Regions from separate parts of the Mus musculus genome. Here region 2 is linked to region 1. A link is a contact called in public HiChIP or PLAC-seq data. All regions are on one chromosome and are shown on one strand. The core of a region is the stretch at or near the end of the contact, and the rest is flanking DNA. Distances in the headings are between cores, read along the strand shown. Region 1 overlaps Kif26b (kinesin family member 26B). Region 2 holds the start of Smyd3 (SET and MYND domain containing 3).

What was found. HiChIP or PLAC-seq counts read pairs in DNA pulled down with a chosen protein or histone mark.
Region 2: an H3K27ac HiChIP or PLAC-seq map of embryonic stem cells shows a contact between it and region 1, with 4 times the contacts expected there. The contact joins the promoter of Smyd3 here to the enhancer-like site in region 1. A contact is called at or near these places in 3 of 39 promoter capture datasets (frontonasal cranial neural crest, hippocampal neurons and liver) and 2 of 115 datasets of contacts at active chromatin or transcription factors (embryonic stem cells and neural tube).

Annotation. Positions count from the first base shown.
Region 1 is chr1:178,543,067-178,546,123 of GRCm38.p6, forward strand. All of the region lies in intron 2 of Kif26b (kinesin family member 26B), which reads left to right. Among named protein-coding and RNA genes, the nearest start is that of Kif26b, 15 kb to the left of the region's middle. Within about 2 kb of position 1,680, at least 36 of the 459 cell types and tissues checked have an H3K27ac peak or open chromatin away from gene starts, as enhancers often do. A contact at or near this core is called in embryonic stem cells, where this site is marked.
Region 2 is chr1:179,516,545-179,519,576 of GRCm38.p6, forward strand. It overlaps Smyd3 (SET and MYND domain containing 3), which reads right to left and starts at 1,497. Exons shown (of 12, transcript NM_027188.4): 1 at 1,244-1,497. The coding sequence starts at 1,407.

The sequences.
Region 1 (3,057 bases), core at 430-2,929:
AGTTGTGTGTGATTGGGTGGTTGCAGTGTATGTGGTATGGGTGTGGGATGTGTGTGTGTAGGGGTGTATGTGTTTGTGGTATGGATATGGGATGTGTGGATGCAGTATATATGATGTGGATATGAGATAATGTGTGTGGTGTGTATAGTATGGATGTGAGTATATGTGAGCTGTGTGTGTGTGTGCATGTGGTATGTGTATGTGTGTGTGCCTGTGTTTTCAGAGTGCTAAATGGATCACAGAGGTTGATGACTCAGTGGACATCCTGTCTCAGGTTTCAGATATCGAGAGGGTGAAGGTTTTATTGGTGGTCAAGGCAGCTAATAAAGTGAGCTGTGCAGTTAAGAGTGCATTCATCCGAGGATGGCTGTCTCACAGGCTGAGGGAGGAAGCCGGGGGCAGCTGCAGGTTAGCCTGTGACAGCTTTATGAGCTGTATGTATGTATATATGTATGTATGTATGTATGTATGTATGTATCTATGTATGCATGTATGCATGTATGTAGCCATGGCAGAAAACTCAATACAAAGGCCTGGTTTTAATATGCCTGACTGGGCCTTCTGCTTCCTGCATGGGGCATCCATGGGGGAAGGAAACCAAGGGTTGTAGGCTTTGTGTGGGAGTTAATTTATCTTTTTATAGGGTGCTTGTAGTTTCCAGTGATTCCAGTCATACCCTGTATGGTGGTTCAGGAGGAGGTGGTGGGAGTTTAATGGAGGCTTAGGAAGCTCGCGCTGGCCATGTAGAGGCCCCCGGGCTTCCGAGTTCCACTGTAGTTTCCACAGAATTTGTTTCGGCTGATATTTTGCCCACTCATGTCTCCTGACCTGCACCAGTGCTTGTCACTAGTCCATCAGTATCTGGCTTTTGGATTGTTCTGTGCATGCAGTAGATATCCCTTTGTGCACACAGTATATATGAATTCCTTTTTGAAGTTAAATTCTCTAAAAATTTTGATGAAGGAAAGGGTAAAAACACGACAAATGATTTCTATCCTCTGACAGGTAATGAAGTCGCTTCTGGGTGAGGGGAAGCGGCCAGCTGGTGATCTACAGAGGTGGAGGTGGTGCCCTGGGCAGTAGTGCTGGCCTGTTGACATTGCCTCTTGGTCTCTGAAGAGAAAGCTGCAGTGGCAGGAGGTGCCCTTCTCTGAGGCAGAGCCAGGTGTCTGAGGGCTGGCTCTCTGGGGTTCTTGAGGAGTTCTTTGTCCTCATGTTCTTGGTTTTGCTTAGTCATCCACTCTCAACGTCATTTTGCCCCTTGGAGAGGAAAGGGATGCAGGGATGCCTGAATGCTTGCATGCCCGCTGGAGGCTTGTAGAAAGCCCATGGGCCTCCTGGATATCCCAAAGAGCAAACTTATCAACACTGGTCAGAAACAGGCAGGGCAAGGATGGTTATACCTTCAGGATGCACAGTGGAATTCGTGAGCCTGGTAGCTGGATCCATTCATTTCCTTCAGTTCTCAGAGTGCCTGAGGGGTAGGCCCTTGCCTCCTCATGGCTGCTCTCTGCTTCACATTCTTTCTCCCTCTTCTTCAGTGTCCTTTCCCATAGCAGAAAATACTGGCTTCCTGCTTAGAATCTCTTTAATGAGGACCTGTATTCCCTCTGTGAGAGTGTGGTGGTTTGAATAAGAATGGCCCCTGTAGGCTCATATACTTGAATGCTGTGTCATCAGGGAGTGGCACCGGTTGAGAATGACTAGGAGGTGTGGCCATGATGGAGGAAGTGAGCCACTGGGGGGTGGGCCTTGAGGCTTCAAAAGGCCAAGCCACGCCCAGAGTGACTTTCTCTTCCTGCTGCCTCCAGATCAAGAAGTAGCTCTTAGCTACTGCTCCAGCATCATGTTTGCTGTGTACTGCCATGTTCCCTATGTGTTGACGATGGACTACACCTCTGAAACTGTAATCAAGAGTCCAATGAAATGCTTTCTTTCATAACAGTTGCCTTGGTCATGGTGTCCCTTCACAGCACTAGAACAACGACTAAGACAGAGAGCTTTGCCACCCTCTTGTCATAATCTCTATGCTTCTGCTGTCATCTGAGGGATGGGGATGATTTCGTTTTTAATGTGTAACTTTTGGGGAAACATGAACACTCAGCCTACTGCATCCAGCAGAAGTCACCTGTTGAGGTTCAGACCCCTTAGGCCATCTCGGTGACTCTAGCGGCACTGTCTCTGTCCTCTGCGATGTGATAACACACGATTGCACCCTAGATGCTGGTGAGGAGTCTGGAAGAGCAAGGAGATGTCTCCTGCATTAGAAGCTTCAGACTCCCATAGGATCTGGAGTGCAGAGGAGGACAGCATAGCTGGCTCCGAGTCTCTCAGTGCTGAGCATGAAGCAGGTGGGGAGAGTTGACTCACATGCACTTCGTTGGCCGACGCTGAATTTCCTAAGGTTCCCACAGATTCTCAAGACATTTCTGGTCCCAGGTCATGCTTTTCAGCCTCAGTTTTGCAATGGGAAGCTGTCCCTCTCTGCTGCACAGGCAGATGCGCCATCCTTATACTCATGCTTCAAGAAAGAAGGGGATGAGCTGGGGAAATAGGCCAGTTTTAGAGCCGTTGACTTCCATGCGTGAGGCCATAGGCTCAGTCCCCAGCATCACACAGATTCATGTATAGTAGCAACAGGGCAACAGTTCAGGTATAGTAGCTGCTCTCTGTACCCCAAACTCCATTCACCAGAGTCTGTTCCTAGCACCCACCAGATTGGGAAGAACTACACAGCACCGTGTCTTTCTCACCAACACCAAGTCTGACATACAACATTTATACTGTGAAGGCCAAAGAAACACGGGCCTGGTAGATTCGTGGACAGAAGGACAATTGCTCCACATGCATTGAAAGAAGAAAAATGGGGTTCACACGTTGGTATGTATTTAGTGGATCATAGACTTCTCAAACCTTTTTTTATCTTTTGTACACAGGGCAGAGTCACTATGTTATGTCAACTTGAACCAACACTTTAGGTGTCGGGTGTCATATACCATCGGGCACTTGCTATTTTAGCCACTGATGTTTCATAACCACAGGGCAGTGGGCTCAGGA
Region 2 (3,032 bases), core at 247-2,746, 970 kb after region 1:
ACATCATCTTTACCACTTAATGCTTTAGGACTTAAGCAGTAAGCTCTCTGCCATGGGGTGAGGTACATCTACACTCTAAATAGCCTACAAAGTATGTAACACAATGAAGGAAGAGTCCTGCTTTCTCCAATTAGTCTGTGAGAAGGGGGTTCGTGGCATTCGAGGCCGAGTTGTGAAGGGAGTGAATTGCTTTAACCCCACAAACTTCCCGCTGCTCTTTCAGCAACAAATCGCGTGCAGGTGTGTGCATGTCATTTCGATCACCACTTGAGAAGATAACAGATAACATTATTATTTGCTAACTTTAAAATGCAAAGCGAAGTCTTCAGTTATAAACTAAACAAGAATATTGTGGAAGCCGGGCGTTGGTAACAGCAAGACTTTGGGACGCAGAGAAGGCCAGCCTAGTCTACAGAGCAGCTACAGAGAAACCCTGTCTGAGGGGGCGGGGACTGAGGAGGGAGGAGAGGGGAGCGAGGGGAGTATCCTGGAATGTATAGTAAAGCTAGACTCCCCACCTCTACCCACCCCAAACACAGAGGGATGGGTCTGGAACCTACCTACCTCAGAGTCCTTATCCCAGTGCATGGTGGGAACCCGATGTGTGCGGACGGAAGTGTATATGTTACACAACTCTATAAACAGTAAAGCACCCTCCGCTGACACCGTGCTTCCAGACTTCGAAACACTGTCACATAAACTGTTGCATCTACACAGAGGTGGTGAGTTACATTTGTCCGCACAATCTCTAGAGGGCAAAGCACACCGCGAGTCCTACGCTCCTAGAGTAGACTGTTTGCATCTCTTATTTTGCTCTTTTGTTACACGGTTAATTCTCATTTGCTCCAGTCCTTAGGGATGTCTCATTCATCTTCCTAAACCCAAGCCACGTAAAATCCAGACCAGCAAAGTACAACATAAACACCAGGCTTCTCGCTCCTCCCGCAAGACAGGTCAGGTGGGGCCTCAGTTCTGATCCTGACGTACACACCCCTACTCCTTCCCAGACTCACACCCCCCTGCCACTTCTGATTTCCACAACCAATGAAGCTCGTTGCACAGGCTTTGAATATTTTTGTTCCCCAGCAAAATTATCTGCCCGACGCTTCCCCTTCATCTGCACCACTGCCTCCCCCAATTCCCACCGCAGCCTAGGGTGCTGCAGACACCCCACAGAGCTGTGCCCTCGAGGCCCACCCCCACCCGCAGAGCCACGCGCCCCGGGCTCAGGTTCCGTACGTACCCCAGTAGGCAGCGATCACAGACTACGCCACGACTCCCCTTGCACACAGTGTAAGCCAAGGGGTCGGAGCGGAAGAGCAGCTCCCCGGGGCGCAGTGGAGCCACAGCACGCAGCCCGTTTCCCCGGTTGGCAGTCGTGAACTTTTCCACCTTCAGTGCCTCCATCCTTCCTCAGATCCACACCTCAGATCCGAACTGCGTCCCTCAGCTTGAGTCTCGTGTTTTCTGACTGCGCGCCTGCGTCCTGCGCTTGCGTACACCAGGGGGCGGAGACGAGCGCGCAGGTCCTGTGAGCATGCGCAGGAGGACCTACTACAGCTCGGGATGGGGTGGTGTATTTCCTCCTGTATTTTATTCCGCGCTTTTTTTTTTCTTTTTCTTTTTCTTTTTCTTTTTGAGACGGAGTCTCACTATGTGTAGCAAAGACTGATCTGGAGCTCTCTTGATAGACCAAGGAACCTCTCTATTTAGACCTCGAACTCACAGGATTCTGCCCGCCTCAGCCTCCTCAGTTCTGGAATTCAAGGTGTGCTCCACCACGCCCAGCTTATTATGCAAATTTTAATGCATAGTGAAAAAAAAAATGGTAAGAGCCCATGAGTGGTGGCACACACCTTTAACCTCTGCACTGGGGAGGCAGAGGCAGGAAGACCTCTGAGTTTAAAGCCAGCGTGGTTTATAGAGTGAGTTTCAGGACAGCCAAGGCTATACAACAGAGAAGCCCTGTATCAAAAAAAAAAAAAAAAAAAAAAAAAGGGCAGTGGTTATCTGTATATTCAGCATCTAGATCGAAAAATTCTTAACATCTGCAGGGTTTTTTTTTAAGATTTATTTACTGTTATATGTAAGTGCACTATAGCTGTCTTCAGACTCACCAGAAAGGGCATCAGATCTCATTACAGATCTGTGGTGAGCAATCATGTGGTTTCTGGGATTTGAACTCAGGACCTTCAGAAGAGCAGTCAGTGCTCTTAACCACTGAGCCATCTCTCCAGCCCAGCATCTGCAGTTTTGGATCACACCTTCTGTATATCTATCTATATGCCTATATTTTTTTATAAACCGTTTTAGAGTTATGTTTGTTGAACCCTTTGAAATAATGTTGCAGTCAGGTCTTGAACTCAGAAACCCTTTATTCTCTTCCTCCTGAGTTCTTGGATTATGGATATACAAGCAAAGGATTATGGGTATACAATGAACAAGCAAAGGAGTAGGCACAAGACTGCCTAGGAGGGTCAGCATGATCAACCAGTTCTGATGCTCAGACTCAGCTATATGAGACCTATATCAGACCACACAAAGCTTTTTAAAGACAGCGTCTATTGTGTATCTCTGGCTGTCCTGGAACTCTCTGTGTAGATCAGGCTGGCCTTGAACTCATAGACATCCTGCCTCTGCCTTTCCTGTATACACGTCTGTGTGCCTTCTGGGAACCCCAGCAAACACACAAGTGGAAGACTAGCCTCAGTAACAGAGAAATCCTGCTTAAAACATCTTTTTCTATGAGTGATTTCTTACTTCAATCCAAATATTTTGTTGGTTTGTGACCATGCCTCACAATTTCGCCCTGGCTGACCTGAAAAATCTCTGTGTAAAGCAGGCTGGCTTGGAATTCGGAGATCTGCCTGCCTCTACCTCTCTGCCCCACCCACCAACCCTGTCCCTAATCCTGCCCCTTGCCCCACCCCTGCCTCTCTGCCTCTGCCCCTGCCCCTTCCTGTAACTTTAATTTTTTTTTGTTTTGTTTTGTTTTTTTTTTTTTTTTTTTTCGAGACAGGGTTTCTCTGTGT